2 separate regions of the Pan troglodytes genome follow, and region 2 is linked to region 1. Evidence: chromatin contacts called from public HiChIP or PLAC-seq data. All regions are on one chromosome and are shown on one strand. Each heading gives the region's core, a stretch centred on a gene start, on an enhancer-like site or on the middle of the called end of the contact. The rest is flanking DNA. Distances are from core to core; before and after follow the strand shown.

Evidence for each region. HiChIP or PLAC-seq counts read pairs in DNA pulled down with a chosen protein or histone mark.
Region 2: a contact with region 1 is called in an H3K4me3 HiChIP or PLAC-seq map of stem cell-derived excitatory neurons, with 5 times the contacts expected there. The contact joins the promoter of COX14 here to the promoter of CERS5 in region 1. A contact is called at or near these places in 1 of 7 Hi-C or Micro-C datasets (stem cell-derived neural progenitor cells) and 1 of 1 datasets of contacts at active chromatin or transcription factors (stem cell-derived excitatory neurons).

Annotation. Positions count from the first base shown.
Region 1 is chr10:45,702,219-45,708,649 of NHGRI_mPanTro3-v2.0_pri, reverse strand. CERS5 (ceramide synthase 5) reads right to left here and starts at 3,941. Exons shown (of 11, transcript XR_010148304.1): 1 at 3,613-3,941.
Region 2 is chr10:45,756,144-45,762,416 of NHGRI_mPanTro3-v2.0_pri, reverse strand. COX14 (cytochrome c oxidase assembly factor COX14) reads left to right here and starts at 2,489. Exons shown (of 2, transcript XM_063786685.1): 1 at 2,489-2,641. GPD1 (glycerol-3-phosphate dehydrogenase 1) reads left to right here. Exons shown (of 8, transcript XM_001154939.6): 8 at 1-1,659.

The sequences.
Region 1 (6,431 bases), core at 2,692-5,191:
GTGAGCCAGCATGCAAGGCCATGCCCCGATATTTTTGATATGCCTTCTATTGCATTCTACAAGTGGCTCTAGGCCAGGGGCAGTGGCTCATGCCAGTAATCCCAAAACTTTGGGAAGCTGAGGCAGGAGGATGGCTTGAAGCCAGGAGCTCAGGCCTCTACAAAAATTTATTTTATTTATTTTTCTGAGACAGGGTCTCACTCTGTCACCCAGGCTGAAGTACAGTGGTTTGATCATGGCTCACTGCAGTCTCAACCTCCCGGGTTCAAGCAATCCTCCTGCCTCAGCCTCCCAAGTAGATGAGACTAGAGACTATAGGCATGCACCATCACACCCAGCTAATTTTTAAATTTTTTTGTAGAGACAAGGTTTCACCATGTTGCCAAGGCTGGTCTCAAACTCCTAGGCTCAAGTGATCTGCCCTCCTCGGCCTCCCAAAGTGCTGGGATTACAGGCATGAGCCACCATGCCCAGCCTCTACAATTTTTTTTTTTTTTTTTTTGAGACAGAGTTTTCCTCTGCTGCCCAGGCTGGAGTGCAACAGTGTGATCTTGGCTCACTGCAACCTCTGCCTCTCCAACTCAAGCAATTCTCATGCCTCAGCCTCCTGAGTAGCTGGGATTACAGGCATGTACCACTATGCTCAGCTAATTTTTATATTTTTAGTAGAGATGGGGTTTCACCATGTTGGCCAGGCTGGTCTCGAACTCCTGGCCTCAAGTGATCTCCCTGCCTCGGCCTCCCAAAGTGCTGGGATTACAGGTGTGAGCCACCATGCCCCGCTCCCCCAATTTTTTTTTTTTTTTTTTTTTAATTAGCTGGGCATAGTGGTGTGCACCTATGGTCCTGGCTACTTGGGAGGCTGAGGTGGGAGGATTGCTTGAGCCAAAGAGGTCGAGGCTGGAGTGAGCTTCGTGCCACTGCAGTCCAGCCTGGGTGAGACTGAGACCCTGTCTCAAAAACAACAATAAGAGTGGAGTGGTCTATTTTCTTTATGGAAGACCAGAACGGTAAAAGAGGAATTGGCAATTCAGCAGTGAATTATATTACTGAGGTAATGGGTCTTAAAAGAAACAAAATAGCAAGAGTGCTTCTAGGGTTAAACTTTCCTAAGAGCAAACATGAGACAAACAAGGTGCCTGTCCTTACTAGCCAAGAATTATCATACTAGAATGCTTTCAGCTCAGTATTCCCATCCACCTGTACTCCTCTGACACTGGAGCACCATAGAAACACTCAGATAGAATTCCCACAGGTAAAGGATCCCTTCCAGCAGCTCTGCCAGGGGATATATGTCTTCAGCCATCTGAGGGAACACTTTGGAATCTCAAGAGATACGTAAGTTTATATAAAATGGGTGTTTATAAGCAACAAACTATTTCCTCTTATTACTAACATGGGGAAATTTCCATATTGGCACATATTTATATGAAAAGCAGAGATGTTTTTCTATGAAAATCACCTTTTAAAAAAAAATTTTGTCCTGACTTGTGTATTTTCCTTTGTAGTGATTACATTGCCTTCCTCCTTTTTTTTTTTGGCCCTCATATACAGAGACTATCGAAGAGAGTACCTGGATCTAGTTTATTCCAAAGACAGACAAGCAGTTTGTGCCTCCACTCCAGGATGACTAAATACAACGATTACACATAAAAAGACAAAACAAGGCCGGGCGCGGCGGTTCACGCTTGTAATCCGAGCACTTTGGGAGGCCGAGGCGGGCGTATTACGAGGTCAGGAGATCGAGACCATCCTGGCTAAGACGGTGAATCCCCGTCTGTACTAAAAATACAAAAAATTAGCCGGACATGGTGGCGGGCGCCTGTAGTTTCAGCTACTCGGGAGGCTGAGGCAGAAGAATGGCGTGAACCCGGGAGGCGGAGCTTGCAGTGAGCTGAGATCGCGCCACTGCACTCCAGCCTGGGCGACAGAGCGAGACTCCATCTCAAAAAAAAAAAAAAAAAAAATGAAAAAAAGAAAACCTTGCTACACCAAGTTCCTGAGGGCCAAGGAAAGCCATTTAGATCTTTGGGTTTCATTTGCTTCACTTAAGCATCTTTATTTTTGCACTTGAACGTCTGGCAGAGCATTTTGATGATGATGCACAAATACTACGAATAAATGGATGCGTGACTAGCTAAATAGAACACAAGATTTTGAAAGACTTGAGTCAAAAACAGTAGGCAAATCAAAGAAGCAATCCCAAACAGATGCTATCTTTCAGAAATTAACAGATTATTTCACCTGCAACATATTCCCATCCTAGAAAGGGCATTCCTGCATTACAATCATTTATGCTTGGATAAAGGCAAAACGAACAGATGTCCAAGAACCACCCTCATTACCTGGCCTATGGCAGAAACATGTCTCCTTTCTTGGAGTCTGAGTAGACTTGATCAAAATCACCCACAGGTATAAATTCACATTATAATATCACACACCAAAGCCTCAGTGAATATCTTTATCTTGGACAAACATATGATCCATTCACTTAAAGGTGAAATCACGTGGTTGAACAAAGTATATTGCAATTCTGCTAAACTCATTTAGAAGCTGGCTTAAGGCCGGGTGCGGTGGCTCACGCCTGTAATCCCAGCACTTTGGGAGGCAGAGGCGGGCGGATCACTTGAGGTCAGGAGTTACAGACCAGCCTGGCCAACATGGCGAAACCCGGTCTCTACTAAAAATACAAAAAGTAGCCAGGGCGTGGTGGCGCCTGCCTGTAATTCCAGCTACTCGGGAGGCTGAGGCAGGAGAATCGCTTCAACAGGGGAGGCGGAGGTCGCGGTAAGCCGAGATCGTGCCATTGCACGCCAGCCTGGGCAACAAGAGCGAAACTCTGTCTCAAAAAAAAAAAAAAAAAAAAAAAGAATCTGGCTCAATATAGCTGTCCTCTGATAAAGCCCTGTGGCTCTCCTCCATGCCTTCGAACACTCCTCCTTCCATTTCAGGCCCCAAGGCCTGTTCTGCAACTAATCTGACATCTTTCCATTACTTTGGAAGCCTAGGGCTCCACCACACCCTATCCCAACCAGATTTCTACCCTCCTACCAACAAACGTGCATGAGTTGACATACCAAACCAACTCTTAGGGCCAAACTAATCCTGTTCCCCCCAATTCTCGGAAACTCAAGCGTCCTAACAAATCTTAAGAGTCTGATGAGTCCATTCCTTTCCCTTGGAACGTCTGGCCCTTGCGTTGACCCCTCGGCTTCCATGGTCACAACTAGCTCTGGTTCTCCTGGCCCCTTCCTATCCCTCTCTTCGGGGCCTCTGCCAGAGCTCACACTGAACCTGTTTCCTCATCTGTAGGACCCTTGGAGGTTGGGAGGAGGCCTATATAACCCCCCCAATCCAACTCCGGATCTAACATTGAAGGGTCCCAGCATTCCCCTAGACCCTCACTCTTTCTCTTGCCCACGCCCCAAACTCCTTCTCCATCTAGGCTACCACCTCGCCCACGCGCCTAGCATCACCCGCCGCGGCCCAAGCTCCCCCAGCCCCTGCTTCCGGGCTTTCCTTGCAGTTCTGCTTCCGGCCCTCGGCCCTTCCCACAGCGGGGCGCCCCCGGCCCGCGCCCGGCCCCCGAGCCGCTCGCTCCCGGGCTCTCACCGCTCGAAGAGCAGCCTCACGAAGAAGATGCCCGCCGCCAGCGGGAACACCGAGAGGATGTGCCGGCCGCGGGGGTAACCGTAGCCGTCGGCCGGCCCCTCCAGATCAGCCCAGCTCACGTTCTCGGGTAGCCAGAAGCGCTCGCTCCACAGCCAGCCCCACAGCAAGCTTAGGGGTCCCTGCGCTGTCGCCATCTTACGCCCACCCCGAAACCACCGCCGCCACAAGCGTCAGCTGCCGCCACAGCCAACGGAACCCGCGGGGAGGCGGCCCCAGGGCGGGGCCCGGCCGGCGGCCACCCCCTTCCGGCCCCTTCTGGTCACTGCCACGGATCCGCCCGCCTCCCTGGCAGGGCCGGGCCTCTTCACCGCCCATCTCTCCTCCCGGCCCATTTCCCTCACTGCAACCCGGGGACCGCCTCCGGGGATCCACGCCCCTTCCCGAGCCTCTGACTCGCCCAGCCCGGCCCTGGGACCACGCCTCGGGCGGCCCTGGGCCCGCCCTCTTTTGCTGCTGGTCTAGGCCACGCTTCTACTCCTCCCTCACTCTTCCATCCAGCCACGGCCACACCCCTTATTTCAGGCCTAGCTCCTTTACAGGGACATTCTCCTTTCTCAGCCTGTTGGAATCGAATCCGTTCCGGCTCCCACCCAGGCGGTACCTCTGTCTCCACTCCCGGAGGCCAGATCGATCTCTCAGGTCAGGGCTTCTCTTGGATGTCAGCTGGTCCTGCCCACTACTGTCCGCCACTAGAGTTCTTTTCGCTCCCAACCTTTTCTTCCCTTCGTGCCCCGTGACCTCAGCCTACTTTCACTGCTTTATCCCTTAAAAATTCGTCACTTTTCCTCAGAAAAAAATGGACTTAACAGTTTACAAAAGGCCGGGCGCGGTGGCTCACGCCTGTAATCCCAGCACTTTCAGAGGCCGAGGCTGGCGGATCACCTGAGGTCAGGAGTTCGAGACCAGCCTGGCCAACATGGCCAAACCCCGTCTCTACTAAAAATACAAAAATTAGCTGGGCCTGGTGGCGCTGTGCCTGTAATCCCAGCTACTCGGAAAGCTGGGACAGGAGAATCGCTTGAACCTGGGAGGCGGAGGTCGCAGTGAGCCGAGATCGCGCCATTGCACTCCAGCCTGGGCGACAGACCAAAGACTCCGTCCCAAAATAAAAATAAAAAAAGTTTACAAAAATCCTTTTATTCTTCTCTTGGGGAAAAGGAAATGGAAGAAAAACAAAGTGAAAAGGGAAGCACTCAAAAAGTATACGTAAAGGCAGGCCGGGTGTGGTGGCTCACGCCTGTAATCCCAGCACGTTGGAAGGCCAAGGCGGAAGAATCACCTGAGGTAAGGAGTTCGAGACCAGGCTGGCCATGGTGAAACCCCGTCCCTACTAAAAATACAAAAATTACCCGGGTGTGGTGGTGCATGCCTGTAATCCTAGCTACTCGGGAGGCTGAGGCAGGAGAATTGCTTGAGGCGGAGATCACAGTGAGCCGAGACCGCGCCATTGCCCTCCAGCCTAGGCAACAGAGCGTCTCAAAACAAAAACAAACATAAAAAGGCCGGGCGCGGCTCATCTGTAATCCCAACACTTTGGGAGGCCGAGGCGGGCGGATCATGAGGTCAGGAGATCGAGACCATACTGGCTAACACGGTGAAACCCCATATCTATTAAAATACAAAAAATTAGCCAGGCATGGTGGCGGGCGCCTGTAGTCTCAGCTACTTGGGAGGCTCAGGCAGGAGAATGGCGTGAACCCGGGAGGCGGAGCTTGCAGTGAGCCCAGATTGCACCACTACACTCCAGCCTGGGCGACAAAGTGAGACTCGTCTCAAAAAAAAAAAAAAAAAAAAAAAAAAAAAAAAAAAAAAAAGTATATCTAAAGGACCTAAAGGCAAAACAAAATAAATAGCCAATGTTTAATGAGGTTTCCTGTGTGCCAGGCACTGCATGGAACATTTTACACAGGTTATTTCACTCCTTCACCCTATAAAGTTGATCTTGTTATCCCCACTGGGTAAGTAAACTGAGGTCCAGTGAGGCCAAACAACTTGCCCAAAGTTATGTAGGTAAGAAGTGGTAGCTAGTGTTAAGTCAAGTTTAATCTAAAGCTGCCTCCTTACATATTTAAGTTCGGCCTGAAGGTTTTCTGTACATTGTGAACTGTAACAAGTGGAGGTGTAAATCGAACGTAGACCACACCGGTGCCAATCACTGAATTTTGGCCAATCAAATGTAGCCAACTGTTCCAACCAAGTTCAAATGAGACAAACGCTGATCTGTAACCAATCTGGTTGTTTCTGTACCTCACTTTCATTTTGCTGTCCGTAAATCTTCCACCACGTGAATATGCTGGGTCTCTGTGGATATGCTGGGTCTCTCTGAATGTGCTGTGATTCAGGGGCTGCCCAATTTGAGAATCATACATTGCTCAAACTCCTTTAGGCTGGGCACGGTGGCTCACGCCTGTAATCCTAACACTTTGGGAGGCCGAGGCAGGCGGATCACAGGTCAGGAGATCGAGACCATCCTGGCTAACATGGTGAAACTCCGTCTCTACTAAAAATACAAAAATTAGCTGGGCGTGGTGGTGCGTGTCTGTAGTCCCAGTTACTTGGGAAGCTGAGGCAAGAGAATCGCTTGAACCCAGGAGGCGGAGGTTGCAGTGAGCCGAGATAGCGCCACTGCACTCTATCCTGGACAATGGAGTGAGACTTCGTCTTGGAAAGAAAAAACAAAACAAACAAACAAACAAAAAACTCCTTTAAATTTGGCTGTTTTGTTTGTTTGCATGTTTTTTTGTGAGAAGGAGTCTCAC
Region 2 (6,273 bases), core at 1,240-3,739, 55 kb before region 1:
GGCCCAGCTACGCACCTGGAGATCCTGAACTGTCAAGCCACTGGCAGCCTCATGCCACCACATTTGCCAGAAATGCAGTTGCCCTGTCCCTCTCCAGATGTGGGGCTTTCTCCATATCCTCTGGGAGGGGTGGAATCAAGCCCCAGTGCTGCCTGCTTGGTGGCGGGGGTGATGTATGTGGAGAAGGGTTGGGGGAGAGGCTGGTAGGGCAGGGGCTGCTAGTGGCTGTCTCACATACACCAGGAATCCTGTTAAAGGGCTGAAAAAGTATCTTAGCCACAAGAGCAATGAGGCAAGGATTGTCAGGGAGGGGTCTGGGCTTCTGAGCTGATGCAGGCCCCAAGGACCCCTTTGCTGACCTCTGCCAGGACCCACACAGCTTCGATGGATCTCAGTGTTTGTTAACAAAATACAAAGATCTCAAAGAAACCCCTTTTAGCTTCTCCTAGCAACATCTGTGTCCTCAGAAACCTCTGGTTCTCCCCCTTCCCCCTCCCCCAGGCTGCCCTGGCACCCAAATTGCTGCCATGCTGGCATCTGTAGCTCGGTGGCTTGACATTCTCCCCAGGGACTTCCTGGTTCCTAGTTCTTTGCCAGCTCCTCCCCACTCTGTGCGACCTTTCCAAGCCTTCCCTCACCCTCCCTGCCAGCACCCTCTTTGGGGAGCAGGAACTTAATCTGCTGACAGAGCTACACCTTTCATAACAGGCTCAGATCACTCAGCTCCCTGTGACCTTTGTATTCACCCAGGCTTCCTTCTCAGTAGCTCTAGCTGGGGGAGGTGTCAGCTGGGCCCCTCCTGTGCTATCTCCCCAGAGGACATCCCTGACTCCACCCCTTTCTTCCTCCCAAACTCTGCACCTCTTCCTCAGCTGCTCCAGACTGGCCAGGGTAACCAGCTAACCATGCCTGGCATCTGGAAGCCAGCAGGCTAGAGGGTGGCCCAAAGGCTGATGAACGGTAGGGAAGGGTGAGCAGATTCCTATGTTGGTGGGCACCAATATTCCAAGGGCAGCTCTCTTTGCTGAATGAGGGCCTTCTCGTGAGGTACTGACAACACCAGCAACTCGGGAGCTGGGAAACTCAAGGAGGAGGAAGAAAATCAAAACCACCCTACTCCCTGGGGTGAGGAAAGAACAGGAGGGGAGGAGGAGGAGTGTGCTCTGCACTTGCCTTGCTCCAGGATGGGGTGGCAGCAGACGAATGTCACAGGTCAGCAGCCTAGGCCTCCAGCTATAAATAGTCCGGAGGGCCCGAGAGGCTCCCGCCCGTCCAGCAGGGCTGTCAGCTTCCTGTGTGGCAGCACCTGGCACACTGGCTCTGGCCAGCATTATGCTAAAACCCTGTTACTCTCCAACGATCCGGGGAGGCGGGCTCCTCTCTGCGCCTATCCCTTGAGAATTCTGTCTTACCAGTGAAGGGTGGGGCTGCTCAGATCAGGCAGCAGGAGTGAGGGGCACAGTCACCCCAGGCCTTGCTGAGCCCAGGTCTGGGTACTGAGTGTCCAGAGCTGCCTCCCCAGGAGGTTAAGGTGGGGGCAAAGGGGAAGCTTCAAGCACTTTGCCTACTTTTGTTCACTCCCCAGTGCACTGTGACTCAGGCCTTCCCATCAGGCCTATTTGTCTACCCAATAAAGTGTGTTTTTTCCAGAAACAAGAAGAGTTGGGAGAGGGAGCTTCAGTGCATGTGGCAGTGCGTGTGCTGGCGCGTATCATTGCACGTATGTTTTCCCTCTTACCGTAGGAAAAATGAAAAAAGAAATCCCTCCTCCATAATCGCAGCTACTCCAGGGGTCAGCTGCGGTGCCCACTCAGTCCCCATCCCTCTCTCTCCCCTCCCGCCAGCGCCGCCTCCCGCCCTCGCCGCAAGCTGGCCCCGGCCTTGCCGGCCCTTCTTAGGGGCTTTATCATGCCTCCTGCAAGAATAGAGATCACACACGGGACGGAAACGTTAGACTCTCATCCCTTGTGCCCATTCCTTGGTCACGGGCCAAGCTGCCGCATCCTTGGCGGTCCAGGCATCGCGGTGCCCCTCGGGTCCCTACCTGGACTAGGCCCACAGCCGGGCTCTAGGGGGCGCGCGATCCACCTCCAGAAGGCCGGCTGCGAAAATCTACCCAGCTACTGGCGACGTCACCGCACCGTAGGCTGAGGATTGGCTGACTCTGATTTAGCATCCTAAAACTTCCGGTTCCAGAGCTTGGCTCGCCAAAGACCCTCCCTCGAGGGAGAGAAACCACAGCCCCCAGAATTCAGCGGGCCTCTCCGAGAGCACGGCGCGTCTGAGGATGCGTAGTAAGGATAACGGGCCCGGAAGCCGGAAGTTCAAAGCCGGCCTCCAGCCAGAGTGACTGCCTGCGCGGACTCCCGCCTTAGTGGGCGGAGTTGTGCCGCGTCTGATGCGCAGTTCCCTTTATAGCGTGGCAAGCCGAATCCTAGAGGCTAACCCGGCAGGTGGGAGGGAGAAAGTTGCTTTCTGGACCAATAGCTGAGGCGTTCAGGGTTGTCCAGGGACGCTACCCTCACGTGTCTCGTTCCGAGTGCTGCGTTCGGCTGTGCTGGGAAGTTGCGTAGACAGTGGCCTCGAGACCCTGCCTGCCTGAGGAGGCCTCGGTTGGACGCGAAGGAGCTGCAGCATCCAGGTACGCTGCCGGCTAGGGCCGAGAAGGGGCTGCCAGTCCCGCTGCCTGCGCGCCCACCTGGGTCAGTCTCCGCTTGCCGCGTCCTCCCATCCCCTAGTCTGCAGGCCTGGTGCCCTTGAATTCACCCGCTTCTGTTGCGTTGCGGACCGCGAGCTGCACTGCTTCCTGCCCAAGCCCAAGCTCCTCGCAGCAGTAGGTCAGCCTTGCTAGAGCTCAGCGCTAATCCTGTCAAACCTCGACTCCTGCCTGGCGTCTCGACCCTCCACGCTCCAACTCTGCCTCTTCCTTGCTTTATAGACCTCTGCGTCCTGATAAGTGGCTCTCCGGGGCACCCTTCGTGCATATCGGCTATCCAGCTCCACCTCTTGACCGCTTTCACTTCCTGGAATGCTCTCACTGCTCCTCTTCTCCAGCCCACTCTTCTAAAAAGACAGTTCCACTCCCACCCCGATTCCCACCCCTACACCTTTCTGCTAAGTTTTCTCAAGCCCCCACCCTGTCTTTGAGCTGTTGTCTCTGAACTCTCACAGTGCCTCTCCATGAGACCATAAGCTCCTGTATGACAGAAGCCATGTTCTTTTTAGCGGCCTCCGTAGCATAATGTACTTTATTTTATGTTATTTTATTTTATTTTATTTTGAGACAGGGTCTTGCTTTGTCGCTCAGGCTGCAGGTGTGCGCCACCACGCCCGGGTAATTTAAAAAAAAAGGTTGTTGTTGTTGTTGTTGTTGTTGTTGTTGTTGTTGTTGTTTTTAAATAGAGAAAAGGTCTCCCTATGTTGCCCAACCTGGTCTCCAACTCCTGAGCTCAAGCCATCCTCCCGCCTCGGCCTCCCAAAGTGTTGGGATTACCGGCGTGAGCCACCGTACCCGGCCGATGTACTACTCTCTAAGTGCCAAATAAAAAGTAGATAAAAGATGATGGATACCTTAAAAGCCCTGAGTTGACCACTATGCAGTGTATGCATGTAACAAAATCGCACTTCTACCCATACGTTTACGCAATTTTTTTTTTTTTTTTTTTTTTTGAGACGGAGTCTTGCTCTGTCGCCCAGGCTGGAGTCCGGTGGAGGGATCTCGGCTCACTACAAGCTCCGCCTTCCGGGTTCATGCCATTCTCCTGCCTCAGCCTCCAGAGTAGCTGGGACTACAGGTGCCTGCCACCACGCCCGGCTAATTTTTTGTATTTTTAGTAGAGATGGGGTTTCACTGTGTTAGCCAGGATGGTCTCGATATCCTGACCTCGTGATCCACCCGCCTCGGCCTCCCAAAGTGCTGGGATTACAGGCGTGAGCCACTGTACCCGGCCGTTATTTTATTTATTTATTTATTTATTTGTTTATTTATTTAATTTATTTTTTTGAGACGGAGTCTCACCCTGTCGCCCAGGCTGGAGTACAGTGGCGCGATCTCGGCTCACTGCAACCTCCGCCTCCCGGGTTCAAATGATTCTCCTGTCTCAGCCTCCTGAGTAGCTGGGATTACAGGCATGTGCCACCATGCCTGGCTAATTTTTGTATTTTTAGTCAAGACAGGGTTTTATCATATTGGCCAGGCTGGTCTCGAACTCCTGACCTCAGGTTATCTGCCCACTTCTGCCTCCCAAAGTACTGAGATTACAGGTGGCTCACGCCCAGCCTTTTTTTTTTCTTTATTATCATTATTATTATTATTTTTAGAGACACAGTCTTGCTCTGCAAGTGCAGGGCCGTGATCACAGCTCACTGCAGCCGCAAACTCGTTGGCTCAGGCAAGCCTCCCACCCAAACCTCCCTAGTAGCTGGGACTGCAGGTGCATGTCACCACACCCAGCTATGGTTCTCAATTTTTATTCTAGCCTAACACACTGGAAAGATACAGTACACCTCCATCAGTGGCAGTGACTTGATTCAGCAGTGGTTCTCAACCAGGAAGGGGGATGTAGTTAAATGAAAAAAAAAAAAAAACAGGTGTTTATGGAATTTTTTTTTTTTTGAGGGGTGGAGTTTCACTCGTTGCCCAGGCTGGAGTGCAGTGGCGCGATCTCAGCTCACCACAACCTCCGCCTCCTGGATTCAAGCGATTCTCCTGCCTCAGCCTCCTGAGTAGCTGGGATTACAGGCATGTGCTACCCCACGCCTGGCTAATTTTTGTATTTTTAGTAGAGATGGGGTTTTTCCGTGTTGGTCAGGCTGGTCTCGAGCTCCCAACCTCAGGTGATCCGCCCTCCTCGGCTTCCCAAAGTGCTGGGACTACAGGAGTGAGCCACTGCCGCCGGGCCTTGGAATTTCCTACCTGCCTTTTCTCCTTAATTGTTGCCTTATTTGAACTGTTGCTCCCTTGGCCTCTCTCTCTCTCTCTGGTCTTATCCTCTCCTTTGGTTTTGCTTATTACCTCCATATGTATTTGAAACATAGCTTCCCTTCTAAGCTGTATCTATCTCAATTTGTATTTCCATCTGCCTGATAGACATCATCACATGAATGTTGTGTTGAGTATCTTAATTTTTTTTTTTTTTTTTTTTTGAGATGGAGTCTCACTCTGTCGCCAGGCTGGAGTACAGTGGCTGCAACTTCCGCCTCCTGGGTTCAAGCAATTGTCCTGCGTCAGCCTCCGGAGTAGTTCCGACTACAGGCGGGCGCCACCATGCCCAGCTAATTTTTGTAGTTTTAGTAGAGATGGGGTTTCACCATGTTGGCCAGGATGGTCTCAATCTCTGGACCTTGTGATCTGCCCACCTTGACCTCCCAAAGTGCTGGGATTACAGGCGTGAGCCACTGTGCCCGGCCGGTTTTTTGTTTTTTTTTTTTAAATAGAGATGGGGTCTCGCTGTGTTGCCTAGGCGTAGTCTTGAACTCCTGGGCTCAAGCGATTCTCCTGCCTCAGCCTCCCAAAGTGCTGGGATTACCAGTGTGAGCCACCATGCCTGGCTGAGCATCTTAATTTTTTTTTTTTTTGAGACGGAGTCTGGCTTTGTTGCCCAGGCTGGAGTGCAGTGGCGCGATCTCTGCTCACTGCGAGCTCCGCCTCCCGGGTTCATGCCATTCTCCTGCCTCAGCCTCCTGAGTAGCTGGGACTACAGGCACCCGCCACCATGCCCGGCTAATTTTTTTGTATTTTTACTAGAGACGGGGTTTCACCGTGTTAACCAGGATGGTCTCGATCTCCTGACCTCGTGATCCACCCGCCTTGGCCTCCCAAAGTGCTGGGATTACAGGCTTGAGCCACCGCGCCCGGCCGAGCATCTTCATTTTAACGCGTTCAAGCCCAGCTCATGATCCTCCTTTTTTTTTTTTTTTTGAGACAGGGTCTCCCTGTCACCCAGGCTGCAGTGTAATGGCATGATCTCGGCCCACTGCACCTCTACCTCCTGGGCTCAAGCGATCCTCCAACCTCAGCCTCCTGAGTAGCTGGGACTACAGGTGCATGCCACTACGCCCCACTAATTTTTGTATTTTTTGTAGAGACAGGGTTTCACCATGTTGCCCAGGCTGGTCTCAAACTCGTGGGCTCAATGATCCGTCTGCCTTTGCCTCCCAAAGTGCTGGCATTACAGGTGTGAGCCACTGCACCGGCCACATGATCTTCTTGATGGACACTGTCACCACCCTGTATATACAGTGATACATACCTCTTCTCTTGTTTCTTATTTC